Regions from separate parts of the Mus musculus genome. Here regions 2, 3, 4, 5, 6 and 7 are each linked to region 1. Evidence: chromatin contacts called from public ChIA-PET, HiChIP or PLAC-seq, Micro-C, capture Hi-C and promoter capture Hi-C data. All regions are on one chromosome and are shown on one strand. Each heading gives the region's core, a stretch centred on a gene start, on an enhancer-like site or on the middle of the called end of the contact. The rest is flanking DNA. Distances are from core to core; before and after follow the strand shown. Region 1 holds the start of Fnip1 (folliculin interacting protein 1). Region 2 holds the start of Septin8 (septin 8). Region 3 holds the start of Rad50 (RAD50 double strand break repair protein). Region 4 holds the start of Slc36a3os (solute carrier family 36 (proton/amino acid symporter), member 3, opposite strand). Region 5 holds the start of Irf1 (interferon regulatory factor 1). Region 6 holds the start of Ccdc69 (coiled-coil domain containing 69). Region 7 holds the start of Anxa6 (annexin A6).

The links. Promoter capture Hi-C pulls out the DNA fragments that hold promoters and counts their contacts. A called contact is a pair of places that touch in the nucleus more often than the background predicts. ChIA-PET counts read pairs in DNA pulled down with a chosen protein or histone mark. HiChIP or PLAC-seq counts read pairs in DNA pulled down with a chosen protein or histone mark. Capture Hi-C pulls out chosen DNA fragments and counts their contacts.
Region 2: a capture Hi-C map of embryonic stem cells shows a contact between it and region 1, with 5 times the contacts expected there. The contact joins the promoter of Septin8 here to the promoter of Fnip1 in region 1. A contact is called at or near these places in 1 of 484 Hi-C or Micro-C datasets (embryonic stem cells), 1 of 115 datasets of contacts at active chromatin or transcription factors (embryonic stem cells) and 1 of 9 other capture datasets (embryonic stem cells).
Region 3: an H3K27ac HiChIP or PLAC-seq map of cardiomyocytes shows a contact between it and region 1, with 7 times the contacts expected there. The contact joins the promoter of Rad50 here to the promoter of Fnip1 in region 1. A contact is called at or near these places in 2 of 39 promoter capture datasets (hippocampal neurons and liver), 5 of 115 datasets of contacts at active chromatin or transcription factors (astrocytes, bone marrow-derived macrophages, cardiomyocytes and 2 more) and 1 of 9 other capture datasets (liver).
Region 4: a contact with region 1 is called in an RNA polymerase II ChIA-PET map of memory CD8 T cells, with 13 read pairs. The contact joins the promoter of Slc36a3os here to the promoter of Fnip1 in region 1. A contact is called at or near these places in 4 of 115 datasets of contacts at active chromatin or transcription factors (the 230-238 cell line, memory CD8 T cells, regulatory T cells and 1 more).
Region 5: a Micro-C map of embryonic stem cells shows a contact between it and region 1, with 5 times the contacts expected there. The contact joins the promoter of Irf1 here to the promoter of Fnip1 in region 1. A contact is called at or near these places in 1 of 39 promoter capture datasets (hippocampal neurons), 1 of 484 Hi-C or Micro-C datasets (embryonic stem cells) and 6 of 115 datasets of contacts at active chromatin or transcription factors (bone marrow-derived macrophages, embryonic limb bud, embryonic stem cells and 2 more).
Region 6: a contact with region 1 is called in a promoter capture Hi-C map of pre-B cells. The contact joins the promoter of Ccdc69 here to the promoter of Fnip1 in region 1. A contact is called at or near these places in 2 of 39 promoter capture datasets (liver and pre-B cells) and 2 of 115 datasets of contacts at active chromatin or transcription factors (large pre-B cells and memory CD8 T cells).
Region 7: a contact with region 1 is called in a promoter capture Hi-C map of pre-B cells, with 5 times the contacts expected there. The contact joins the promoter of Anxa6 here to the promoter of Fnip1 in region 1. A contact is called at or near these places in 1 of 39 promoter capture datasets (pre-B cells), 1 of 484 Hi-C or Micro-C datasets (hematopoietic stem and progenitor cells) and 3 of 115 datasets of contacts at active chromatin or transcription factors (large pre-B cells, memory CD8 T cells and thymic regulatory T cells).

What each region holds. Positions count from the first base shown.
Region 1 is chr11:54,436,228-54,440,134 of GRCm38.p6, forward strand. It overlaps Fnip1 (folliculin interacting protein 1), which reads left to right and starts at 1,952. Exons shown (of 18, transcript NM_173753.4): 1 at 1,952-2,161. The coding sequence starts at 2,070. LOC115487771 (a long non-coding RNA gene) reads left to right here and starts at 2,168. Exons shown (of 2, transcript XR_003949675.1): 1 at 2,168-2,680; 2 at 3,404-3,907.
Region 2 is chr11:53,518,084-53,521,990 of GRCm38.p6, forward strand. It overlaps Septin8 (septin 8), which reads left to right and starts at 1,653. Exons shown (of 10, transcript NM_001347496.1): 1 at 1,653-1,956. The coding sequence starts at 1,927.
Region 3 is chr11:53,705,482-53,709,388 of GRCm38.p6, forward strand. It overlaps Rad50 (RAD50 double strand break repair protein), which reads right to left and starts at 1,838. Exons shown (of 25, transcript NM_009012.2): 1 at 1,446-1,838; 2 at 504-587. The coding sequence starts at 1,574.
Region 4 is chr11:55,134,869-55,138,775 of GRCm38.p6, forward strand. It overlaps Slc36a3os (solute carrier family 36 (proton/amino acid symporter), member 3, opposite strand), which reads left to right and starts at 2,131. Exons shown (of 2, transcript NR_167707.1): 1 at 2,131-2,299. Slc36a3 (solute carrier family 36 (proton/amino acid symporter), member 3) reads right to left here. Exons shown (of 11, transcript NM_172258.4): 6 at 2,421-2,505; 7 at 391-609.
Region 5 is chr11:53,768,166-53,772,072 of GRCm38.p6, forward strand. It overlaps Irf1 (interferon regulatory factor 1), which reads left to right and starts at 1,849. Exons shown (of 10, transcript NM_008390.2): 1 at 1,849-2,113; 2 at 3,119-3,210. The coding sequence starts at 3,124.
Region 6 is chr11:55,076,032-55,079,938 of GRCm38.p6, forward strand. Ccdc69 (coiled-coil domain containing 69) reads right to left here and starts at 2,100. Exons shown (of 7, transcript NM_177471.4): 1 at 1,982-2,100. The coding sequence starts at 2,029.
Region 7 is chr11:55,031,634-55,035,540 of GRCm38.p6, forward strand. Anxa6 (annexin A6) reads right to left here and starts at 1,838. Exons shown (of 26, transcript NM_013472.5): 1 at 1,726-1,838.

The sequences.
Region 1 (3,907 bases), core at 702-3,201:
AAACCACCATACCCAGGAACTTTTGAAATGAGCAGTTTACAAAGGACCTATGAATAAAATCTAACTATTGCACTACATTCTCAGAAAGACCTTCCTGTGACATAATTTCATTGTTTAGTTCATTAATTGCGTAACACTAATCACTTTCTGCAATTACCTTACCATTTACAGTCTTCTTGCTTATAAAATTAACTTTTCTGTTGTTAATGTTGATCCCCAGTATACAGAACTTAAATTTGTGCAATGAGCAAATTTATTTTTTGATTCCCTGTGTAGCCATGGCTGTCCTGAAGCTCACTCTGTAGACCAGGCTAGTCTCAAACTCACAGAGATCCACCCTCTTCTGCCTCCAGAGTGTTGAGATTAAGAGTGTATGCCACCACTGCTTGGCTGCAAATTCTCGTTTTAGTTATCTATAATTAGTGCTTTTTAAATGTCTTGTGTACTGGAGCGGTGGAGACAGGAGAGTGAACTGGAGACTTCTCCCTCCTCCTCCAACACCTTCAGAAGGCAGCTCTGGAGATGAAGTGCTTGCTGTGTGAACAAGAAGACCTGCATTCCATTCCCAGAATCTACTTCAAGGATGGGCAAAGGAATGCAAGGTTGTGATTCTTGTGCTGTCAAAGAAGATGAAGCAGAAAGGTCATCCTACACTACTTGGTGAGCTCCAGGCCAGCAAGAGACCCTGTCTCAATAAATATAAAAAAGTCTTGTAACATGAGACTTTGTAACATGTTGTAACAGCTCAACATGCTGACCAGTGATAAATTATTAACGATATAAAAATATCCTGCTAATTTTTCTTTTATTCTTTTGTTTTGTTTTCTTGTTTTGTTTTTTCGAGACAGGATCTTTCTGTGTAGCCCTGGCTGTCCTGGAACTCACTCTGTAGACCAGGCTGACCTTGAACTCAGAAATCTGCCTGCCTCTGCCTCCCAAGTACTGGGATTAAAGACGTGTGCCACCACTGCCCGGCATTTTTTCTTTTTCCCATGTAAATAAGGGCTACTTATTTATTTTTTTTCAACTGCAGATCAGCTGACAACTTCTTAAAGATTTGGTTCCTATGTCTAGCTAAGTGAAATTCTCAAGCGTCTTTGTCTACCCTTGCAAACATACACCAGTATTTCCCCACATTCATCCACATTTCTCAGAGAACTTCATTCCACTGTACGAAATCCCTCATCCTGGTAAACGGATGACGAATTTGATCTGAACACTGATGGTTTGATAAGACTGGAAGGATGTTCGTGAGCTGTATTTTCCGTTTTGAGAGCAGTCTTGCCATTTGGTAACAATGTTACAGTTCCTCCTTTCCTCATACCCAGATATTAAAGATATACAGCTTTGTTTCATGGAAGTTCTGATTGTCTCTCTTAGACATTTTGCTAAACTTCTTGTTTGGTGATGAGGATCAAACCCAGGGCCTCTAACTACTGAGCTCTTTAACCGCAGTCTTTCAAATTCTAAATACTTAGCATAAAGGGTTAGATATTTTTAGATAGATGTCTTTTTTTTTTTTTTTTTTTTTTTTTTTTTTTTACGGCTGCTTGCCTCTCTTGGTTTTGCTTGTGATCTTTTTGGTTACCAAGGAGATCGAGCCTGAGCCCCCAGTCGCTAGATCTTCCTAGAGACTAAGTGCGGGCGTCAATGGAAACCGCACCTCAAGTCACAGACCTAGGTCTCCTCCTAGAGCCCTAGCAGTTTGGGAGGGTCAGAGGCGGGCCTGGGTCCCAGAGGCTTTCTCTTGCCACCCAGCCGCGCGCGCCCTCGCACGCCCCGCCCCGTGAGAGGCCGCGTGACGGACCCGTGAGCCAGCCAATGGCAGGCGGCCCCGCCTCCCCACCCCCACCCCGCCCCCCGCTCAGTTTGCTGCCACGTGATACGGCTCGTCGCCAGCCAATCGCCGCGACCTCAATCTCGCGCTCCGCCCCGCGCGCCGTGGCCGTTTGAAGTGACTAATTTCTGTCATATGACTGAGGCGCCCATGGGGGTGGCGGGGTGGCGGTAGGAGCGGGGGGCCTCCTGCGAGCTCCCAGCCGAGCGACCCCAGTCTTGCGGCGGCCAGCATGGCCCCCACCCTGTTCCAGAAGCTCTTCAGCAAGCGGAGCGGATTAGGCGCGCCGGGACGAGACGCCCGCGACCCGGACTGCGCGTTCAGGTGAGGCGTCGCGGGCCCCCGAGGGGTCGCGGCCTCGGGCGGGGCGTGCGGTCCCCTGCCCTCTTCGCTAGGCTGTTTATGCCCCGCCCGCGCCACGCGCCGCGTCCCCAGCCCCAGCACGGCGGCCTCGGGAGGCTGTCGGTCCGCACGCTGCCCGGGCTGCGACCTCACCGCAGGCCTCCGGGGCCCGGCCGGGAGCTGCTGTCTCCCTGTGATCCGCAGCCCTCGGGTGGCTTTGTGCAGACTGTCGCGCGTTCGGCCAACCTGCGGAGCACTGAGGAGGCTGGAGGAGCGAGTGGGCAGGCTGGCGGTCTGTCAGGCTTCTTGGAAACTAAAATTGGAGCTGTGCAGTTCTCTTGCCGAGCGACCTTAGTGTTATCGAAGGAGAAATGCGAAACCGAAGTGGTTAGGGTTACTACTGACCAGACTCGAGGAGGACTTGCGGTAGAACTTACTGTCGAATTTTCTTTCCCTTCTTACACCTGTTACTGAAAAGGAGTTTCTTGCAAATGGAAAACGGTAGCTGTGTGTGTGTGTGTGTGTGTGTGTGTGTGTGTTTGTTTGTGATTGCATGCTTTGTTTCTTTCTGATTGCAGTACCTGTTGCTGGTACAGTAACTTTTTAGAATTGTCAGATATATAGAAGCTTAGCTCAATGGTTAAATTCAGCCGTGGAATTGTATTTGAAGAAGATATTGTTTTGTCTTCCATAATGCGCTATGGAAACTTTCGCATGTAACTAGGCCAAATGTCACATATCAGACAAACTTGGCTGTATGGCCGAGAACTCAGTTGTACAGTAATAGTAAAAGGGAAACAGTGTCAAATTTTGCAGCAAGCCCAAGTATCAGATGACTGCACTACATAAGTCTTAGAGGCTTTAATATTTTTCAAATTATCCACGCTGTCAATAATACAGATCCCATCAGGAAACAATGTGTGAGATTGAATATCAAATGGCAAGTAATTTAACTGATATTTAATGGGAGAAAAAGGTCAGTTACCGTTTTGGAAACAAGCTTAACAAAAGAATTTTCATGGCAGTGGCTTTTCTTCGTAATGGGAAGTAAATGTCTTGTGCCGTAGTCATCTGACAGTTGTTTTTCCTTTGAAAAGCGAAAGTGCAGATAACACCAGATAATACACCGGGACACCTAGGAAAACCAGAGACCCGGGAAGCAGCCTCTGGAGAGAGATTTAAAAGATAACATTTGAATAGACCACTGTTTCTATTTCTGTGCAGAGACTGACTTTGGGTAACCAAGATTACAAGAGTCTCAATTTGTTAATGTGACCAAAATCTACTTTTTGAGTAAGTGTTCTATATGGTTGTGTAAGACTTTACTGCTGCCAAAGAACTTTCCCATCAGTTATCTCATTTCACAGTAACCTTGTGAGATAGAGCAAGTAGCAATGTAGAGATGACTTTATAATCCTTTTTCCAGCGTGGAAGCCCAATACCTGCAGTTCATCGTGAAAACTTGCTTTGAAAACAAGATGTGTACAAGTGTAATGTGAGAAAATGAGAATTCTGGATCACATACCTAGTGACTTGAGATCTAATTAATCCAGCTTTTAAAATTTCCTTGATATATAATTAAAATACAATAAAAGATGAATACACGGGGAAGGTTACTGTCCCATGAGGGCTGACAGACAAACACAGTTTATACTCAGCACTCCACTGAACCTTCACAACCATTCGTTCTGTCAGCTTGTGCTCCCTCCTTTTCCACAGTCCTTAACC
Region 2 (3,907 bases), core at 403-2,902, 920 kb before region 1:
CCGCATGCTCTCCCCATGCACTCCGCATGCTCTCCCATGCACTCCCGGGGTCAGACATTAGGGCTAGAGGAGACACTAGCAAACAATGGGTTCCAATCACAATTTAAAGCCCCTTGCTTGTTTTTCTTCATTTTCAGAGACTTGAGGGACCCAGTTCTCTCCATTGTGTAGATCCCAGGGATTGAACTCAGGCCATCAGATTGGGTGGCAAGCAACTTTACCCGCTGAGCCACCTTGCTGGCTCATGGATACACGCCATCAGAAGAGTAGCTTTCATAGTAAGGTTAAGAAGCTGGGTGTGGGATGTGATTCAAACAGGAAAGTTCATCACTAATCCACCTCCCCACTCTAACCACTGTGCTGTGACCCCAGGTGTTTGTTTGCTTGTTTGTTTGGGGGGTGTCTTGTTTCTTTCTTTGGGGGGGGGTCACCAGACTGGCCTCCATTTTGTTTTATAATGGAGGATGACTAGAACTCTGAACTGTCCTGCCTCTAACTTCCAAATACTAGGATTATAAATGTGCCCCTCACATCTGGCTTATGCAGTGCTGGGGACAGAACTCAGGGCTTCCTGCACGCTAGCGAGCAAGCACTCTACCAAACTGAGCTGCACGGGGCCACATTTCTTGTCAGAGAACGTACAAGGAACAACAGCACGGTGGAGCATCCAACAAAATAAAAACACTGTTAAGAACTCCAAGATACTTCAGCTGGGTACCTTGGAGACAAGACATGGTTTGTAAAGAAAGAAGGGAAAAGCTTCTTCTCTCTTCAGAGAGAGAGAGAGAGAGAGAGAGAGAGAGAGAGAGAGAGAGAGAGACTGACTCTATGGAGGGGACAGGAAGTGTTCCACAGCACGGGGTGTGCCAAGTCCAGATGTGGTCTCCAGATACCTCCAGCAGGCATACGTTTCCACTGAGGGGAGGACAGGGTTGTTTCTCAAGAAGATATTGGGGGTGGGATGCACATTCGTGGGTAGTGGAGGGACAGAGGCAAAGTTTGCCTTACTATCAGGGAGACCTTAGGGAAAGGCAGGGAAAAGAAGACGGGGCGAGCTAGATCTTGTAGTCACTGAAAAAGTTTACGGAGCCTCTTGAGACGTTTGTGTAGGTTTTTTTTTGAGTGGTATGGTTGGCGAAGATGTGCGTACTGTGAGAACCAAGTTCCTCTCTGCATAATGCCATAACTCCAAACTCGTGGGACAAGCAGGGTGAGGATCACTAGCAGTATGCTGCGCATAGATGTCGAGTCCGCTTCCCAAACTGCATCTTTCTCCGGTTCATCATTGCGCAAGGAGCCAAAGGCTGCCTGGCAGGATGCACCGGTCCAGCCCAGGGCTCCCGCCCTAGCTCCAGCTTAGAGCATCAGGTGGGACCTATGGCACAGGCAGAAGAGGCTGAGGGATCTCTCTCGGACCTGCAGCGCATGAACCATCCGATCGGTGGTCCCAGTGCGTTTGCAGGTTCCTGTAGAGACAGTCAGCTTGGAGGCAGAACTCCCAGGGCACACGTAGCACCCCTCTGTGCTATGCACTAATCTGGCTTCCAAGGGACACTCAGCAGGCCTCGGAGAGGCCCGGGTCCCCCAGACGTGGCAGTCCGGGCCCCCCACCTCACAGACTACAAGTCCCAGCAGCACCCGCAGCTAGTACCTCCTGCCAAGCCGCGGAGACCCCCGTCGGTCCCAGCCGCGGGGAGTGCGCTGTGCTGGGGCCGAGCCGGGTAGGGAGGCCGGTCCCGCGGGCGGGGGCGGGGCCGGCTCCGCGGCTTCTCCCGCCGCCGCCGCCGCCAAGGGGAGTTTCCAGGAAGTGGCCATATTGGATCCATTCAGCCGCAGCCGCCCGGGCGGAGCGCGTCCCGCAGCCGGCTCATCCCCGCCGCGGCCCCGGCGTTCCCCGCAACCCGCCCGCCCGGTGCGCAGCTCGCCATGGCGGCCACCGACTTGGAACGCGTCTCGGTGAGGCCTGTGGCGCGCAGGGGCACGGGAGGGGGCGCGAGGCGGGCTGTCAGCACCGCGCGGCGGGGCCTCGAACCCCGGGACCCGGGAGCTAACCCCGGGAGGGTGTCTCAGAGTGTTGGGCTTCGCGCGATGTGAGCTCTTTCGCGGGAAGAAGCCAAGATCTGGGCTGATCGGGGCAGGTGTGAAGACAAGACTCGTGTCCAGAGGGGAGGATCCCGGACGCCCCCGACTCTTCTCTCCCAGGGTGTTCCTGCACCTCTGGGTACTTGCCTTTGCCGCGCAGGTGCTGTTATCTGGGTGCAAAGAGTGAGGATGGAGCCCCAGGGATCCAGGGATTTTTCTACCCCCCAGCACACACACACATTCCAGAAAGAGCTCAGGGGAGTTGCAGACTTTGGGTTGGAAGAACCCAGGCTCGCTGCTCATCTCCTCCACTGCCCTCCCGGGAACCTGGATCCTGGGTGCGACTCCAGACAGGTCCAGGGCCTCAGTGGTTGGCTCTGGCTCTGCGGCAGCCATTCCCAGGAGCTGAAGTGATTCCAGATCCAAACCATTGAGTGTTTGTTTGGGCCCCAGTCTGGACCTGCCTCTCTCTAGGCTGACGCCCCTTGGTGGTCCTAAGGGGGGTGTCTGTGGACTTGAGCCAGGCTATAGCATGCGGAGGGAGGCCTTTTGGGGGTTGTCTGCACTCTTGGTGTCTAAGGCTGGATTTGGGTGTGTCTGGGAGGCTAGGCTGTGACGGTGAAGGAAGCTGTGTCCTCTTGCCAGCATGTGAGGCCCTGGTCGACTGGAAGGGGAGGAGGGGAAGAGAGGGAGGAGGTGGAGGAGGGCCCAGGGCTGTTGGAGGGAGGGAGAATTCTGAATGTGTGACCGATAACGAATTGGTTCTGGGGCTAAATAAGGGAGCCAGGACTTATGTAATTTTGCTATAAATACTGTCATCTGAATTTATATATGCAAATTTCTTCTTTAATCTGAAAATACATTTGTTGGTCTTTGCGAATATGCATAACAAAGCAGGAGCTTTCATAATGTGTAGACTGGTGTGTTCTGTGCCCCTTGGGGAGGGGGCTGTGTGTCTGTTAAGTAAGTTTGACTTCATGGGTAACAGATGCAGAGGCTGGGCCAAACCAAGGTCCACTTCACTCCCGCGGCGTGAAATGCAGTACGTAAAATGGAATTTATGTACTGCAGGAAAACAGCTGAGTCCTTATAAACCTGCCTAGTGGATGGAGACCAAAAGGGGTGTGTGTGTGTGTGTGTGTGTGTGTGTGTGTGTGTGTGCCTGTCTGACGCTGTGTTTTCTGTGCTTAGCCGACCAGAAGGTGTGTCTGTTCTGTATTGAGGTCAGAGGTTTGTCTAGCAGTTGATCTTGCCGGATGAGAGTATGTGTAAAGCAGCCAGCATCAGTGGCCCGAGAGGATTCCTAGAGATACCACTTGTTGGTCATGGGACCTCTTGCAAGCTGTTTAACCCTCCGTGTTCTCATCTACAGAGTAAGAGAAAAGCGTATCTGCCTCATAGAGTTGTGTGGATAGTGTCAGGACATGATAAGGACTCAGTAAATACCCAGCTGGGTATGAGATGGCTGCAGAAAATGTGTTTGCCTTGGTCGCACCGTCGCCAGAGGTATCATCAGGGGGCCAGCTGAGCGTCCACATTGTACAGCTGGGGCTTGGGAAGACCTTGCCTCTGTTTGCTTATGGATCGCTTCTGTGGGAAGTCTTCATTATTATCCCCATACTGAGCCAAAGCACAGAGCGGGGACTCAAGTTCAGCTACGGCTGGAATCTTGGGGCCTTGATGGTTGTGCCAGAGGGATGGACGCCTTCCCCGCCCTCTGCGCTCTGGGCTGTCAGCCTCCTGGGAGGACTCAGATGGAACTGAATTTGGGTGGAGATGTCGGGTGGAGTTTGGCTGGAATTTAGAAGTCTGGTCTCTTTCGTCC
Region 3 (3,907 bases), core at 588-3,087, 730 kb before region 1:
AAATCATTATAGTGGTTTTGCTTTCTTCTTCAAAACTTCCTTTTATTATTTGTTATTATTATTAGAGGTGTGTGTGTGTGTGTGTGTGTGTGTGTGTATGTGTGTATGTACACGCGAATGTCTGTGCATGACACAAGGTCAGAGAACTCATTGTGGAGTCAATTCTCCCCTCACCCTTCTTAAGTTTGACCCTGGCGTGACCAGCAAATGTGTTTACCTGCTCTTGTCAGCCCTATTGTGCTTTAATAACTTCACACTGTATGACAGTGCTCTGGGGGGAAAACCCCGAAATGTACCATTAGATAGGACTATGATCTCTGCTGGGTTAAACAGTACATAGGAAAATAAAAATGCCAACAATGGTTATCACTGGGTGCGTCCACTGCAGGTGACCATCTTCTCTGCATACTTTCCACTCTAAGGTCCTCTACAATAAGCAACCACTACTTTTAGAATTATAAAAATTTAATTCTTAAAATACAAAACTTTACAGACACCATTACCTTGGGATCATGAACAAATGTATTTCCTTTGGTTCCAGGAGGGAAATCTCCAGTACAAATATACTTTAGACATTCAATGATGGTCTAAAAAAAGAGCAAGTTGTGTGTTATTTAGTGATGAGAACCACAGTAGTTTATGACAAATATTCATTCACAGCCAGGTGTGGAGGTGTGTATCTACAATTCTAGCATTTGGTGGACAAGAAGATCAGGTCAGCCTAAGCTATGTGGGATGCTGTGTCCAAAATAAATAAATTAAATAATAGCAAAAAATATGTATACATGTAGCTAGTGATTATAAGCGCTTTATTATGTCTTCCTTCCAGGAGATCAAGGCTAAGAACAGACCTGGTACAATGTCAAGTAACATTTCCACATAAAAGTCCACCTCCTGACATTCAACATCCAAGTTGGTATTTCTGGCTATCTTGCAACTTATTGTGTAGATCAAACTGGCCTCAAACTCATAGAAATGGGCATGTCTCTGCCAATCTAGGATTAAACGAGTGTGTCACAACGCATTGCCCAAATCTTCAGAAGTAATAAAATAATTTTCCAGCGTTAGGGCTACTCTATCAGCTTCATGTCCACAATAAGTCTTTTTTTTTCCATCGTTATGTTTTACCAGTAGACATGTTTTGCAACTCTAGGTTACCTATCTCTCATATTTAAAAAAAAAGCTTTTTGGAGGGGCTTTTGGGAGGTCCCAGTTGGGCACAGGTAGGTGGCGAGAGTCTGCTACGCTTCCGGAACTAGGGGGCGGGGCTGGGAAGCAGGGGCGCAGCCGGCCTTCCCCGGGAACGAGATGCCAGAGCGGAGCGCACGCGTGGGCTTCCGACACTCCGAGTTGCTGGGCCGGACCGGCTCTGAGGTCCCCGAGGCCCACGCAGCGCGCAGGGCGACGCCCTAAACACCTTCTGGGGCCCTCGCCTCAGGACTTACCGTCTTCCCCGCCCCATTGGGTCCAACCAAAATTGTGAGGGGGCTGAAGAAAGAGATAATCTGCTTATCTTTATCCTCTATCCCAAAACTTCGCACGCCCAGAATGCTCATCTTTTCGATCCGGGACATGTTTGCACCACGTTCCTTTACTCAGTGCCAGGGGCGAGTTTTAACCTCAAGGCGGAAGCTGGGCAAGCCGGGAAGGAACGCCGCGAGAGGACCCAAAAGTTCCGAACACGCGCTGCGAGCAGGAGCTCCGGTGGCGAGAGCACTTCCGGCCCCGCGGGCTTCGGTTTCCCGGGAGGGCGCGGGCCGGTTAGGGTCTGCACAGCCCAGAAAAGCCAAGCGAGCCAGCAACCGTAAGCTCGCACATTCCCGCCTCGCACGACCTGGGGTCACGTGGGGGCGGGCGCGTACTTGTCCACGCCTCTCGCACGCCCGGGGCATGCCGGGAAGTGGGAGTCCTAAGCAACACGAGCAGGACGAGTAGCTGTTGTCTTTTAGAAGTTGGGCAGGGAGGCAGCTGCCACCTATCACTGTTTGCTTTGACGTTTTGAGATCGGGTCTAGCTCTGTAGGCTCGAACTTGCGATTCTCCTGCCTCAGTCTTCCAAGCGTCGCTATTACAGAGCCTCCTAGCCCATCTTAAGTAGCGAAGACCATACTTTACGTCCACATTTGGATCCCTGGACCGCATGGGTAGGCTGGGGTGCAGTCGGAGACCCCAGTTAGTGGTTTGTTAATGACATCTACTGTACGGACAGTACTGTTTAACAGCGTTTTTCACTGTCACTTTTTATTATTATTATTATTTTTTTTTTTTTTTTTGGTTTTTCACTTTATAGTGGCGAGTAGTTTCTCTTGATCACGTGACTGTGGTGCTGCCATTACAATAGACTGCACTCTTGTATATATTTTTCCTTTAGAATAAATCAGTTTTCATTTCTACTAAGCTGTAAATGTTGCTAGTTAATGCTTACATAGGCTTGTGTTGAGATCCTTGCAGAGCTAATGGTTTTGTGAGCTGGAGAGGTGGCTCAGTGGTTAAGAGCACTTGCTCTTGCAGATTGTCGGGGTTCAATTCCCAGCACCCACATGGTGGCCCCAACCATCTGTAATTCCAGTTCCAGGGGATCTAACACCCTCTTCTGACCTCCCTGAGTTCCAGGCATAGACATGCTGTAATACATGCAGGCAATACACAAAGTATATATGTGTGTGTAGGCTTTTTTTAAAGTTTTGCCACTGAACTATTAGTAACATATACAATGCCTCCACCCTCAGCAGTATTTAAAAGTGCAAAAGGAGTTTAAGACCAAAAGTTTGTGGACCCAAAACCAGATGCTGTTCCAAGACAGGGTTCTTATAAGTAGGAAGAAAGTCCGCTCCTGTCAACAAGGTCACAAGGTAGGAATTAGGTAGAAAGGGGCTGGCTATGGAGGCTCAAACCTGTAATTCCTGCACTCAGGTGAGTGACTGAGGCAGGAGGATGCCTTTCACTGTTAAGTGTGGACTAAGAGTGAGACCCTGTCTCATACAAAAATAAAAGGCTGGCCTGGCGTGCCCAGCCCTGATTCATAGATCAACAGCACAACTCTTGGACCTAGGCTCACAGAACATGTCAGAAGAGGGGGTGAAGAGATTGTAAGAACCAGAGGTCCAGGAAACCTGTGAGATTGTGTCTCCTAGAAATGACAGAAAATTTCACACATGATACCATAGCAATATGGCTGCCTAAACAAGACCTGAACAAGGACAGCATCAGTAGACATGCTGACATGGAAAGGGAGCCCATAGAGAACTACAATGGAATTAACTGCTGAGAAGAGAAGAGGTGGTCTTTTCTGGGGAGGAGTTGGTTATCCAATACCAAGTGGTTAGCCCTGAAATCATATGTGTACAAGTAACACTAACTGGCTCGGTAGGTTGTTTGTGTGTGTGTAAAATAACAAAGAGGCCATGAATTTGAGAGAGAGTAAAGGGGAGACAGAACATGAGAGGGCTGAAGGGAGAAAAGGGAAGGGGGAAATGATATAATTACATTTTAATTTTTCCATTGTCATTTTGTGACGTGTAATCTTGGCAGCCAGGAACTCATTATGTAGACCAAGCTGGCTTCAAACTGAGAGAGCCACCTACCTCTGACTCTCAAGTGCTGGGATCAAAGGTGTGAGCCACCACACTTGGCTTCATGCTTTAATTTTTTTTTTTTCAAGAAAAAGAAGAAGCCAGACAGACCTGGTGAGACAAGCCTGTAATCCCTGTTCTAGGGAAGCTGAGGCAGGAGGATCATTGCACATTCCTGTGGGGAGCCGCCCTCACATTCGCCGTTACAAGATGGCGCTGACAGCTGTGTTCTAAGTGGTAAACATAATCTGCACACGTGCAGGGGCAGTTTTCCCGCCATGTGTTCTGCCTTTCTCGTGATGACAACTGGGCCGATGGGCTGCAGCCAATCAGGGA
Region 4 (3,907 bases), core at 881-3,380, 700 kb after region 1:
ACTCAGATCCTCACGCTAGGGCGGCAAACACTTTACCCACTGAGCCCTCTCCCCATCTCCCTGCTGTGGTAGTTCTTGTTATTTGTTGACCCAATGGAGAATGTGGCATCCTTCTTTATCTCTTATTATTGAACCACAAAATCCCCAGCTTCTTGCACAACACTGGACCACAGAAAACATTCAGCAACTAAATTCCCAGTGACTCACTGTTATTGGATATGACCATGATGCCGAAGATGAGGGTGTAGATGATAGTGATGCCTAGCTTGTGGGACAGAAGTGTTTTTAGAATTCACCTAGGCTCAGAGCTGGGGACCGGCCACCTTCCTCATCTTCATTTTCCCACCTCAGAAACCCTGGACCCCGCCCCTCTTCTGTGTGGTTTCAGACCTGGATGAGATACTCGAAGATCAGAGCCAGGCTGCTCAGGGTGGTGATGGTGGCCAAGGTAGAGAAGATGGACAACACCTGTGGGTTCTGGATGAGCACCAGCAGGATGAGGAAGGGCAGGATGGTGAGCATATAGAAGCGAGTGTCCAGGATGGAGGTCATCACCAGGCTCTGCCTCGGCTGGCAGACGTTGGAGGTGAAGTGGGCTTCTTCCATGATCTGCCAGAACGACACAGTGAAAGGCAGGACGTCAGTCGTGAGTCACTGAGAGTCATTTCAATTAGGATTTCAGCTCATCGACTGAAAACTTACTGCCACAGTAGAAAAGACATTATTCACGACTTGTGTGACATTTCAGTATAGCCAGATATCTTTTTTTTTTCCGGTGCTAGAGGGATGGCTCAGTGGCTAAAAAACACTGGTTGCTCTTACAGAGGACATGAGTTTCATTCCCAGTACCCACACTGTGGCTCACAGTTCCAGGAGTGCCAATACCTTCCTCTGACTCTCATGAGTCTGTAGTGCACATATATTTATGCAGGCAAAACATTCATGCACATAAAATAAGTGAATCCTTAAGACATTTTTAGATTTACTTAATTTTATTTGTATGAAATGTTTGCCTATACATCATGTACATGCCCAGTCCTGGAAGAGGCCAAAAAAGGAAGTCAGGTCCCCTGGAGCTGGAGTTTCAGATGGCTTTGAGCCACCATGTGGGTGCTGAGAACCGAACCCAGGTCTATATCCTCCGAAAGAGCAACAAGTGCTTTTAACTGCTGAGCCATCGCTACAGCTGCATCAATACGTGTCTTCTCTGTGTCTCTGCACTCATGTGTGTGGTGCTGGGGGCTCCAGAGGACAAAATCAGTAATGTTCCTCAGATGTGGCCCTCCTTGCTTTTGAGAGAGGGTCTCTCATTAGCCTGGTACTGGGCAAGTTAGGCTAGGCTGGCCCTCCAGTGAGCTGCAGGTATCCGTCTGCTTCTGCCTCCTCAGCACTGAATTACAGCTGCAGGCCAGAAAGCCTAGGTTTTTTTTTTTTTCTTTTAGATTTATGTATTTATTTTATGTATGAGAGTACACTGTAGTCAGACACACCAGAAGAGGGCATCGAATCCCACTTCAGATAAATAGTTGTGAACTACCATATAGTTGGTGGAAATTGAACTCAGGACCCTTGGAAGAGCACTTGGTTCTCTTAACTGCTGAGCCATCTCTCTAGCCCAAACCTGGCTTTTTTTTTTTTTTTTTTTTTTTTTTTTTTTTAAATATGGGGATCCTGGGAGATGGTACCCAGGCCCTTGGGCTGGCAAGACAAGCAGACAAGCACTTTAGACAGGGTCTCGCATATCCTTCAGAGTTGGCCTCAGCCTTGCCGCATAGCTGAGAATGACCTTGAACTTTTGATCATTCTGCTTCTGTTTTCCAAATGTTGGTGTTATGGATGTGAACCTCTGTGTCTGGTTTTGGGTGTCCTGCATTTTACTGGGCAAACCTAACCGCCTTACTGTAGTGCGTGTGATTCTGACGATGGGAAACATTGAGCATCCTGAAGCCCAAAGGCACAAGGCTCTTTCTGTCTGCTAGACAATCTCTTCTTCCCTGTGAAGTGGTGGTTTCCCCGCTCACATGACTAGAAAGGAGTTTCTGTTACATTAGCACATCCTTTTTAGACTTTGTGGGTGAAGCGGGGCGGGGCTGAGCATTGAGCATCCTCTGCTCAAACAGTCCCTCTGTTACAAGGCACACTGTTCTTCCTGTCTGGCTGGGTGTGCTCCTCTGTCTCACAAAGCTGTTGTAAAAGAAGGCTCTGTCTGACTTGCCTGCATTAGGAACGAGATGAGGGGAACGTGACCGCTCGTTAGATATCTTGGATGTGACAACTTGAGATGCTTTCCAGCCTAAAGGTTAGGGGCTTTGGCTTTGCTCTGGTCTCAACTGTGGTCTAATATGGGCAGACACTAACAGCCCCAGCATCGGGAGGTCTGCTCTCCTCCCACCCACTCTGCCCAGAAGACCCCTCTTTACCTGTTGTAAGTTGTCCGCCAGAAACATGAAGTACACGCTGCAGAAGCCCAGCTGAGTGACGATCAGCAGGAAGCTCACAACGTACCTGGGAAGGAAGACAAGGACAAGGGAAATAAGTTACTGTTTAGGATGGATCTCATTTTCTTTTCTTTTCTTCTTTCTTTTTTCTATTTTTTAAAAAAAGATTTATTTATTTGTTATATGTGAGTACACTGTAGCTGTCTTCAGACACCCCGGAAGAGGGTGTCAGATCTCATTATAGATGGTTGTGAGCCACCATGTGGTTGCTGGGAATTGAACTCAGGACCTTTGGAAGAACAGTCAGTGCTCTTAACCGCTGAGGCATCTCTCCAGCCCCCCACCCCTTTTTTTTTTGATTTCCTTTTCAAAACAATTATTTCTGATGGTTTTATTTTGAGAAATGTCTGACCCACAGAAAAAGTTGGTTGTACAAGAGAAATTAACAGCCATAAACTCTGGCTTTGGAGAGTTAGTTTTTTGAGATAGGGCCTTGTGGTGCCCAGGCTGGCCTCTGATTAGCCAGATAGCCAGTGTGACCTTGAAAACCTGATTTTCTTGCCTCTACTCTGATAGTGCTGGTGTTACCACAAAGCCAGTGTGACCTTGAAAACCTGATTTTCTTGCCTCTACTCTGATAGTGCTGGTGTTACCACAACCACCCACATCCATTTACTCTAATGAAATTCATTTGTAGTTACCTTTGGCCTTGAATTGCATTCTGGGTATTATAGTCACAACACACACACACACACACACACACACACACACACACCCCACACTCCCCAAAAGTACTCAGTTCAATTCAGTTCATTTCAATGATAATTTCCGAAGTCATGAAATATCTACTTGAAATACCATAGGCATATTTCTCTTAGTTCTTAATAGTCAGAAATCAACTAACAACAAATATGTAATTTATATATTTTAATTATTTTACAAATATCTCTTTCTTTGAGGGGGAGGGCATAGTCTCACATAGCCAAGGCTAGCTTTAAACTTCATATATAGCCCAGACTGCCCCTGAATTATTAATTCTGCTGCCTCTACCTTCTAAGTGCTGGGATTGCAGGTTTGCCACTGTATCTGACTTAACTTTTATTTTTTTTTTGTTAAAAATTTTCCAAAGCTTTATGTTGTGTTTGGCTGTACCTCTTTTGTCTTTTTTTTTTCCATGTGGAATATTTTTGCACATTTTTTGCATTTGCACTGGTTTTTCATCAGGTCATTTTGGAGAGTCCAGGCTGGTCTTCTTATAAACTGTCACCATGGTGTGTCTGTGTGATTTCTTCCTCCAGAAGAGAGTCATTGGGCAGAGGACAAAGGCAGTGACACTTTGTTTCTCTTTCAATACACTGGAAACAAAGGTCTGTTGTCCTGGGGTTTAGGCTCTCCCTTTATTCACATACCTCCTCCCACACCCACTATAAAGTTGGATCCAGGCAAGCCTATGCATTGAACTCAATTAC
Region 5 (3,907 bases), core at 599-3,098, 670 kb before region 1:
AAACCTCGCATAGAACATTTAAAAGATGAAAATGGTCAGTTTCACTGTTAAATCGTAGCAGTGAGGGTGGGACAGGGACATCTCCTAAGCAGAAGACTGTTAGTGTGTGTGTAGAGACTTTGCTCACAGTGTTGTCTCTATTGGGAAAAGGTGGAAATAACCTAAATGTCCTACAACAGGGTATTTATCTATCGGGTAAATTTTTATTTATCCTTATGACAGAAAACAGGTACCCATCACTAACAAGGCTGCATATGGACATTCCAGGACACAGGCTGACTTTCATTATGTATACCCACACAGTTATTTTGATGTAATTTGTAGTCTCTGGTTGCTTTCAGTAGGGTCTCTGTGGGCTTCAAGAGTTACAAAGTTTCTCTCCCTAATCTCATTTTGAATTTTCCATTGGCTGGTCAGAGTGTCTCCACAGAGCAAGTATACATCTGTTGCACAGAGAGCAGGTGTCAGATTCAGAGTCATGTGATCAGAAGGCCCTGGTCTCTAGTGATTCTCTTAATTTGCGACTTCAAATACCTCCGTATTTATTCTAGAGTCTCAATTCCTCCTTCCAAATCCTCCTGCCACCTTGAATCTCCTAGCTCGTCTATGAGGCAGTGACGTTACAGGTACAATCGTCCATTGATGTGTGTATTACAGCTTGCAACATTCAAACTGGGTGCTGTCCTAGACGGACAGCTAGGGTGAGGAAGGTGACACAAGAGAATGACACGGTAGAGGACTGATGTACTTGTGAGTCAGAAGCTGCGAGGAAGCGAATGAAGAAGCCTGAGGGGCCAGAGTTCGGAGATGGAACATGTATACACTAGCCCAGCCGCTAAGAGAAAGAACAAACTGGCAAGGTTTACTCGTGAACACCAGTTAACCCGCTGCCCTTGCCATCCCCTTGGGACCTGGGTCCCCCCTTAGCCACAATTTCCCTATGCTGCCCAGAACTTCTCCAGAGCCAGGCTTTGGGGACTCAGAAATGACTTCAAGACTATCAGAGAGGAACTCTCTCCCTAGGGCTACGTCGAGGATGGAGAGCTGAAGTAGGTGTCATAGAAGGAACCACGGCCACTTCGGAATTTTATCCACTTCTTTGGTGTTAGGTAGTCCCAAGGAATAAGGGTCGCCTTGGTCACCGCTAGCTAGAACCTCGTGTGGCACAGGAAAGCACACCCGCATCTTGTGCCCATGTAAGCAAACACATCATCTCTCCCCATAAGGACAAGGTGTTCCCCCATCACTTCAGACTAGCAAGTGAGCTATTGACATTTTATGGTTACGGAGTCCTTGAGTCCTTCAACGGCTGGCCCTGCAGAGTCCAGGCTGGGAGTTCCTACTGCCCCGTATTTCCAAGTTAGGCCTTCTGCCTCAATTTCCCAGAGCAGCCAAGTGGCAAGTAAGGCGGTACAGGGACATAATCTCTCCCTTCTTGACACTTCATTACCAGACTGATTTTGAGGGTGATTTAGTCCCGGGGACCCTTCTGGAGAGGGAATCAGGTGTTCTAGAGACATAGGGAGTTAGGTGTCTCCCGTGGAGAAGGGGAAGACCATCATAGGAGCCAGCAGGCTGGGAGTCTGCAGAAAGAGGGGGACGGTCTCGGCTTTCCAAGACAGGCAAGGGGGCAGGGGAGTGGAGTGGAGCAAGGGGCGGGCCCGCGGTAGCCCCGGGGCGGTGGCGCGGGCCCGAGGGGGTGGGGAGCACAGCTGCCTTGTACTTCCCCTTCGCCGCTTAGCTCTACAACAGCCTGATTTCCCCGAAATGATGAGGCCGAGTGGGCCAATGGGCGCGCAGGAGCGGCGCGGCGGGGGCGTGGCCGAGTCCGGGCCGGGGAATCCCGCTAAGTGTTTAGATTTCTTCGCGGCGCCGCGGACTCGCCAGTGCGCACCACTCCTTCGTCGAGGTAGGACGTGCTTTCACAGTCTAAGCCGAACCGAACCGAACCGAACCGAACCGAACCGGGCCGAGTTGCGCCGAGGTCAGCCGAGGTGGCCAGAGGGACCCCAGCATCTCGGGCATCTTTCGCTTCGTGCGCGCATCGCGTACCTACACCGCAACTCCGTGCCTCGCTCTCCGGCACCCTCTGCGAATCGCTCCTGCAGCAAAGGTGAGCTCGCCGGAGCTGCGCGGGCACCGACGGGTGCCGTGGAACAAAAGGCGCACGGGACACCAGGAAGTGGGGGCCAGAGACACCCTGGGTCGCGGTGGCGCGCTGGCTCGGGAGGGCGCTGCAAGCGGGCGGGAGGCGGGCCGCGGCGTGCACCGCCCTCTGGCCGCGCTCGGCGGTCTGCGTGCGCGGAGCCGCTGCGGGGCCTCTTGGTAGCCCAGAGTGGCCGTCGCGCGCACCCGCGAGCAGCGCCGGGGGACTCGGATGTCCGCCTGCGCGCACTTTTGGCGGTCGCAGCTTGGCTCCCAGCTCTTGCTTTCGGACGCGCAGTGTTCGGTGCAGAGGTTGGCTCGCTGCCTTGACTGGCTGGACCGGGTCGTGAACTACTGGGCTTTCGGGAGGAGGTGCCACAGGTGTTGCTTGCGCCACTTCTCTTAACAGCAGGGGAAACCAGGCCGGAAGGGGTTGCGCCCCAGCCTGTATGTTGTGGGCACTGGCTGTCAAGAGGGGACATAGACTGGATTGGAGTGGGTGGGTAGAAGTGCCCGAGATGGAGGTTGACTTGCTTGCTTGCACAGCCTGGAAGGTGCAGGGCTGGGGGTGACAAGCAAAAGTAGTCCCTTCCTTCTTCCAAAGATTGAATTTTGAGAGAAAAGTTCTGTCATTGAGATGTCTGTCTTTTGGCTTTTTTTTTTTTTTTGCACATATATCCTGCAACCATCCATCCATCCAGACTTGCTTGGTTGTTTATTCCTGAGACTGACTGGGAGAGACTGAAAAGAATGGGCAGGTGGCTTTGCCCATGATGCTGGAGAGTTTCATTCTACTTCAGGGTCCCTAATCTATGACCTGGGTACCTGGCTGATGGCAGGAGAGTGGGGGAGGGTAATGACCTGGGTGTGAGGACAGGAGAAGGTAATTGAGCGAGCGGCCTTGGGTGGAGCAGGGCAGTGCCCAGGGTTGTTTAACAGACTCCAAACACAGGCCTCTGTCTTTTCCCTCCAGCCACCATGCCAATCACTCGAATGCGGATGAGACCCTGGCTAGAGATGCAGATTAATTCCAACCAAATCCCAGGGCTGATCTGGATCAATAAAGTGAGTGTTATCCTGCGTATTCCTGCCACTGTTTAATGCATGTTCTCTTGGGGCGCCAAATTTCATGAGTGAACGTTAAGAGAGCAGGAAAATGTATTTCCCAGTGGGTGCTGCATGCCAGAACGTGCAAGGTCTGACTTCTGCCTCCTGCTTCTTCCTTCCTGAAGCTGTGGCCAGCTCACCCTCCTAGTGGTACAGTCCTCAGCACCAAAACTTCTCAGCTTCTGCAGAGCCTGGGTTCCTCTCTCTTCCAAGAGAAACACTGTATACATAAGTCTTACATGGCTCCAGTTGGATAGACAAGACAGACAGAAAAGCAGTCGATAGTGGTTAGGAACGGGACTAGTTACGTAGGAGACCCAAGAAGCCACAGCTGGCATGCATGGCAGTATAGCAGCAGCAGTAGCATTGGTGATAATTAATATGTGCTTGGCACCTTTTTTGATATGTTACCAAATTGTGCATTTTAACCGGCATAGTAATCCTGTGAGATGGGTCTCGCGTAAGGAAACTGAGGCACTTTAAGGTAGATTACAAAGTCATGTAAAAAGTGTGAAACCCAAGACCAACTTGAACCAACTTGATTGAAATAGTATACAGTTAACCAGCAGTAACAAGAGTGGTGGTGGTAAGAGCCTCCTGGATCTTGGGGCTGGTGAGCTTGCTCAGCAGGTAAAGGCACCACCTTCCAGTGAGC
Region 6 (3,907 bases), core at 850-3,349, 640 kb after region 1:
GGATTAAAGTTGTGTGCTACCATACCCAGCAAGTCTTCCATATTTTTTTAATTAAGAAAAACATTAAAAATTTGTATATATATAGGTGTTTTGCTTGCCACGTGCATGCTGGCTGCACAGAGACCAGAAGGTGTTGGATCTCATGGTACTGAAATTTCAGATAGTTTTGAGCTGCCATGTGGGTATTGGAAATTGAACTTGGGTCCTCTGGGAGAACAGCCAAGGCTCTCAACTACTAAGGCACCTCTCCAGCCCCCTAGCTGCCTCTGAGCAGCCATCCTACCATTCGGCTCTCATAGCCTCTCTGAGCCTTAGGGGCCACACCTGTAATGCGTGGAAGCTTCATTCTACAGCTCAACCTGGTCCCCAGGACCTTCCTGGCACAGAACAGGAAGTGAAAATATTTAGGGAGTGTCATTATTGTGGTCTGACTCTTGTGACCTCCTGAACCTCTATTCTAGAGTTCTATCTCCCAGGGGTATTGGCAGACTGTGTAGATATACCGGGTGCTCACGACTTGACACCCGCATTGGAAATTAAGCAAAAAGCACCAACCAGGAGGGTTAGGAACAGGTGGGAACTTAGCCAAAAAGCAGCCCACTATCCAGCTCACAGGCACCGTGAGCAAAAGAACCCAACGAAGCTGCACAGGCCCAAGGCAGACATGGAGGCCCTTTGAGGCAGCAAAGGTGAAGGGCTTTGCAGTTATCAAGAAGCCCTTAGAAGCCAGGTATGGTAGCCCAGGCCTATAATTTCAACATTAGGGAGGCTAAGTAAAATTGAAAGTTTGGGGCCAATCTAGGCTACATATTGAGAGCTTGTCTAAAAAATCTGAACAAAAACATCCAGCCTGCTGTGGTGGGGAGGCTGGTAATCCCAGCATTGGAGAGGCAGGTGAATTAGCAGTGCAAGGCCAGCTTTGGCTACACATTAAGTTTAGGACAGCCTGGGCTACACCAGACCCTGTCTCCAAAAGTGGGGATGGGGAGAAAAATAAAACAATGAAAAGTTAGTCCAAGTGCAGGGGAGGGTTCAGAGAACACACACACACACACACACACACACACACACACATTGACAAAGTTAGGGGTAGATAAACAGAGGTAACAGGAAGACTAATGAGCTGAAGTTCCTTGCAAAATTAATCATTTTCACAGTGGGGACTGATGAAGTTCACGGGCTGTCCATCCCCACAAGGGGTGGAGAGACTGGCAGACAGGAAAAAACGACTAGGACTCTAGAGTGCCTGTTTCCTTCTCTGGGCCCCCGGCTGTCCTCAGTGGATTTGGCCCTGAATCTAGGCTCTGACCTCCTGACGTTTCTCAGACCTCAAGGGGCAGAAACCTGAGTCAGTCTCTTGGGCTCTAACCCAGCTTCAGGGCTCTGGGGCGGGAGGGACAGGAAGGAGGAGAGAGCTGCAGGAGACTACAAATCAACTCCCACTTTGGCTCCTCCCAGCTACCCTAAGGGCAGCCCACGCACCGCTCAGTTCCCGCAGGAAGCCCTGACCCGCTTCCTAGGCTCTAAAGGGTGCAGTGATCCCAGGCGAAACTCGTTAAGAGGCAGCCTGTGTCTAGCAGCCCTTGGGCAGACCAGGGAGTTGAGGTTTCCAACAGGTCTCAGGTGATGCTGGTGCTGTCCGGCTGTGGACCTATCAGAGATTGCCGGCCTTAGACCTTAGCTCAAGGCGCAGAGAGGTTAAGAACTCTGTCCTCTACTACACAGTGACAGCCCCACACTGAAGGCCACCTGCCACGGACACACCAGTCACCTCCCCGCGGGGACAGCAGGGTCAGCTGCAGTTTGTCTGGGACTGAGTGTGTTAACTCGGCTTCTGATTGCCGGGTCGGGCGGAGACAGAGCACCCCCACCCCCGCACCCCAATCTCCATGACTGCCCCCCCCACTGCTGTCCATCTGGTGTCCTCTGCTGTCCCTCTGAGCGCCCCCCAAGCAGACCTCCGTGTGCGGGCTCCCGGTACCTTCTCTGCGCGCTTGCCGCGGCTGTGCCGGCTTTGCCTGCAGCCCATCCTGCTTCGCGCGTCCCGCTGGCTGTGACTCTCAACCGCCCGGAGCTGCAGCCGCGCCGGCTGCGCGCCTTAAATGCCGGAAGAGCAGGGCCTGCGCGGGGCCCCGGCCGAGCCGGGGCCGGGCCAGGGCAGGTGCCAGCGGCGCTCCACGCCAGAAGTACCTGAGGCCGGGGCAGGAGAGATCCCCAGGAGCCACAGATGGTTCTCAGGACCCTCTGATGAGAAAGAGCTGAGAGGGAAAAGAACGAAAACAATTAAACCAGGCGTTGTGGCACACGTCTGTAATCCCAGTTCTGAGGAGGTGGAGGCAGGAGGATCACAAGTTCGAGGACAGTCTGATATATATAGGGGGTTTAAGACCAGGCAGGGCTACATGATAACCTGTCATACAAAGGGAACGGGGTTGGAGAGAGATCTTAGCAGTTAAGAGTATTTTTCTGCCCTTCCAGGGAACTATGGTTCAACTCCAGACACCCACATCGGGTGGCTCAAAGATGCCTGTCCGGCTCCAGCACATGGGCCTTTTAACCTCTGAAGGCACTGAGGGTGAGTGCCTATAGACCCAGCACTTAGGAGGCTGAGGCTGGAGTTTCAGGAAGAGGCTACAGAGTAAGTAAGAGCTTATCTCAAAAACAAAACTAACCAAGCAAGCAACCAAAAGAACAAGCCAGCTGCAGGCTCAGTGGGAAAGGCAGTTGCCTGTGATGCCGACTTGAGCTCCATCCCCAGGCCCCACTTGGTGGAAGGAGAAAAGGAACATGCATGCCAAGGCTCACACACTGCATTACCCATTCATAACTAAATCTACATTTCCTGAGCTGAAAAGGCCAATCAATTTGCAGTTCCAGGAGCCTGAGGCAAAAGGACAACCACAAGTTGGAGGTCAGTCTAGGCTACAGAGTGAGCCCTTGTCTCAAAAGAAAATGAATTAAAATTATCTCAGTGAGTAAAGGTGCTTGCTACTAAGCTGATGACCTAAATTCAATTCCCAGGAAAAAGAGAGCCAACTCCTGAAATTTGTCCTCTGATCTCCATATGTAGGCCATGTGCACACATGTGTGCACACACACTCACTCTCCCCTCTTCAATAAACAAATGAATAAATGAAATAAAAGTATACTTCAGAGAGGGACAATGCTGGTAGCAAGGCCCAGAGCCCAGGTCAAATGCTCCCCCAAACCTGGCTTTTGTAACACCCCTGCAAATAAATGACACCCACTTTCATTGTAAGCTTTCCACAAGGCTGGGCCAATAGCTTTCCCCAGCTCACAAGATCTGTGTGACATAGTCTTCTCTCCTCAGGACAGACACTGCAAGCTTGCCAGATGCAGTGGGAATGGGGACAATAGGGTCAGAATCTAGGACAAGAGACTCCTTTCTATCTTCTTGGAGTGCTCACTGGGAGCTGCACGTGGGAAGGCGATAACAGCTTTGAAAGTCAGCGCTCCAGAGTACTGGGCACAGGTTAGAAAATCCGTGTCAGGGTCACAAACTCTCTGAAAGTTGTATTGAAGAAAGAGACCCAGTGCAATGAATAACACATTCAAGGCAATGACCCTCCAAAGAGCAGAAAACAATATTGAGCTGGGCATGAGGGCTTATATTTGTAGTTCAAACAGCAAGAAAGCTGAAGCAGGGGGTCACTGTGAGTTCCAGGCAAGCCTGGACTACATAATGAAACCCTGTGTCTTAGTCACTGTTTTATTGTTATGAAGAGGCACTATGAGTAAGGCAACTCTTAAAAACAGAAAGCATTTAACTGGGGGGTGGGGTGGGGTGGGCTTCTTACAGTTTCAGGAGCTTAGTCCATTATCATGGCAGGGAGCATTTAAAGGCACTGGAGCGATAGCTGAGAGTGTTACATCCTGATGGACAGAT
Region 7 (3,907 bases), core at 588-3,087, 600 kb after region 1:
TAACCCCACCCAGGAAGTCTCTTGAAGGGGCTTGGCTAGGGGTGCATGGGGCCACGACTGAGCCCGAATGGCACTGTAAAGAGCCACCAACCCAGGTCCAACACATCTTACCAGCTGGGAGCCTGGGTACAGGTCTCCTCCTCCAGGGAGGAAGGAATCAAGATGGGGAGATGCCCAGGTTGTGGGTGGAGGGGCAGGGATGGGGCGGGGCTGGGCCTCGTGTCCAGGACTCCTCTGAGAGCTGCAGTGCAGATGTATGTATGGTCTCTGGCAGCTCTTCAGTGCTGCAGTCCCCCACTCCCAGCCCCACCCCTACTCCCACCCCCACCCCCCAGCAGCTCCATTCTCAGGGCAAATCCATGTTCTTTCTGTCCAGCAACAGCTGCATCCCCTGGCCAGAAACAGCAAATAGGTTCAGTATCCCAGCAGAGAGAGGCTCACAAACAAAGGACAGGAAGTAAAGGGACATGGTGAGCGACAGTCACAGCTGCAAGGGGATGAAGGCCTTCTCCTTCCCTCCATGCCCAGCCACACCCCACTCCCAAATCTGAGAACAGTTGAATTGGCGGGGGGGGGGGGGGGGGGGGGGCACCGGAAGTGGCGGCCACCTCAGCAGACCACTATGGGGAACAAGGGCCCAGAGAGAAAAGAAGTCCTTCCAAGTGTCCCAGGCAAGCTGCAACTCATGGATATGGGAGAGGATTGCCCAGGGTCTTCCTGCAGGGCTTAGGGCCTGCAGCCAGAACATCAGGGCATACAGGGGCTGAAATAGTTCCCGGGGGATAAGAAAGGCTGGAGAGTCAAGCTATTCTGTCGGAGAGGTGGGCTCAGCAGCTTCAAGATGTGATCTGGCCAGGTGAGGTGAAATGGAGGGCAGATTCTAAGGGAACACCAGGATCCCCTACAAATCCTGGAGCCATATGCCCAAATTTGGAAGTGTCTAGTAAGACCCACCAGAGTTTAGACAAAAGGGGGTGGGGCGGGAGTGGGGCGGGGGTGGGGGGAAGCAGAAGCCAGATTCTCTCTAAAGGAGAGTTTCATCGACCACACCTGTACTCAAGATTCCCCAACCAGCAGCCAAATCAAACCCACTTTCATAGGACTGAAAGCGGGGGTTATCAACACTTGTGAGATGGGGGCTCAGAGAGGGAAAGGCGGCTGGCTCAAGGCCACACTGCAAGTTGGTGGTGGGATCTGGATTCGAGGTCAGTAGGAAGCATCTAACTAAGACCCTGAAAAACTGGGAAGGAGCCGGGTTGGCTTAGGAGAAGCAAAATTCAGAGTGGGACCTCTGCATCTTGCTAAGAGCCTCTGCGGCTCCCGGAAAGGTGAGCATCTCCGGAAAGACAGCAGGTCCTTCCTCTGACCCGCATCAGGGAGCCTTTCTCCCGGACCACACCACGAACCGTCTGGTGCTCAGCAGACTGTTCAATTCCTCAAGCTCTCCAAGTTGAGTAACTCACAGCCTCCCGCGAGGGTCACCAAGTTTTTCCACTACTTTAGACAATTAGGCTCCTGGGTCTTGGACCACACCCTCGGCGGGGCCGGGCGGGGGGCACCAGCTCCCCTCCCCCCTCAGGGTGCTGTCAACCAGCGCCAGCACTTTGGGTTCCCTCCCGGGACACACCCAGCCGCGACACCCCGGGGTGACCGCACACCAGCATGGACCCGACCAGGTCCCTTCAGTCCTGGACCCCGTGTCCCGCAGCGACTCTGCACACTCACCGCGCTAGGGAGGCCTCAGATCAGGGCGTATGGACAGACGCAGCTCGAAGCCCGTTAGCCTAGCAGCAGCCGCAGCGCAGGCTGGGCGCACGGTGGAGGGGGACACGTGGCGCGCAGGGGCCAATCGGATTCGCTCGCTGCCCGCCCCGCCCTGTCCAGCCCCACCCCGAGTGCTTCTTTTTTGGAGTTTGGGTGTCACCGGCTGCAGGGGAAGGGCATGGGGGAGGGCGCCCTCGGGGGAAACCTGCCACCTCTTACCTGGGTCGTTTCTGACCCCAGCCCTGACGTCACCTCCAGAGGGTAGGGGATTTGGCAAAGGTCACGCTGCCACCCAGAAATAGAAGTCAAATTAATGTCCTGTTCTGGACACATTCTCCAACATTCCTGCTACTCACCAAAGCTTTGTTGAGAAATTTGAAGCTTGCCAAAATTGAAGTTGAGACCTTACCTGACTGATCAGATTTCACGCCTTCCTGCCCTATCGGGTCACAGGCGTAGTCACCTACTTTGCAAGGAAGGAAAGACCAGAGAAGACCGCGCCTCGCCCAGGGTCACTCAGCTTGCAGATTGTGGGGTTGGAAATCTAATTTAGATTTGGCCTTGGGGAGTGGGTTCTGGTTGAAGAGGGAGTGATAGGAGGACCAGAAGTTGTCATCCAGGTCTGTGTGGAAAAGCGGTACAACCTCTGGAAAACAGATAGCCCAGCTTTGATAGAGAAATCTCCCTCAACCCCCAACCCCCGCCCCCACCCCGCCCCCACTGCCTGGTGGCCACAGCGGACAGCAGACTTCTGTTTGTTAATAAGTTCCTTGAGTTTCTTTAAAGGGTCATCCTCAGGAGCCAACTAGCTGCCTCAGAAGGCCAAGGTGCTTGCTGCCCTACAGGGGGCTCGCACATATTTTTTGCACTTCAATAAAGAAAATGTAATTTTTAAAAGTTAAAAGTTTAAAAAATATTATCTCCAGAATCTGTCACTCGTTCAGAGAGTAGTAAGCATCTTCCAAGATCTAGTTGGAAAATTGTCCTCCGTTTGTTTGTTGCTTGTTTGTTTTTCATTTCACCCAAAGAACACTTACTGAACCTCTGGTGCAAGCTAGAGCAAACTGAACAGGTGAGCTCTGCTGCCCAGCCCCACCCTTGGGACCTGCCAATAGACAGAGGTTTAGATTTCTCTATGGGAAGCCTGGGGCTAAGGTGGAGGAAGCACTTGGGGCAAAGCAAGTGGGGCAGTGTCACCTTCAGAACGAGAATGATGCCATTACAACTTTTGAGAGGAGCAGATTATCAGCAGAGCCTGCATCCCAGCACTGAGAGGCTGGAGCAGGAGGATCCGGAATTCAAGGTCATCACTGGCATCAAGGCCAGCCTGGGCTACACGAGACTGTCTCAGAAAACATGCAATAATAATGGTCTGGGGGTTGTGGCTCAGTTTGTAGAGTGTTTGGCATGCACGAAGCCCTGGGTTGGATAGCCAGTACCACATGAAATCAGAATTACGGGTTCATACCTGTAATCCCAGCACTCAGAAGCATCAGAAGTTCAAGGCCATCTTCAACCACATAGCAAGTTCAAGGACAGCCTGGGCGACTCTCTCAGAAAAAAATCAAATAAATAAATAGGTTGGGGAAGAAAACAGAAGAGGGCTGGCCCTGCCTGACAAGATGGGGTCCGTGGTCTCCCTGCACACAGTTGTAACTGCTGTCATTCACTGGGCATTTTCCATCAGTCATAAGGTTCAATATTCCACCCTTGTTTTAAATTAACATACTTGTGTGCACATGTGTGGGTGCACGTGTGTGGGTACAAGTGTGCACATGCACATATACTCACTTTTGTGCACAAGTGCTATCATCGCATCCATACAGAGGTCAGACGATAACTTGCAGGACTTGGCCCTCTCCTTCCCCCATGTAGGTTCTGGTAATAGAACGCAGGTTGTCAGGTTTGGGGGCAAACTTCCTTACCTGCGGAGCCATCCTGTCATCCCTGTATATCCTTTAACTATGTTGTCATATCTAATCCCAGGGTTTCGTCAATTAGATGGTTATAATTATTTATTCAGCACCTGCTATGTGCTGGGCCCTATTTCAGAAGGTTTATCAACAAACTAATATCTCAGTTGTCATAGAACCTGCATCCCAGCCCAGAGGGGATAGATAACAAAGCCATGGCAAACGTGACA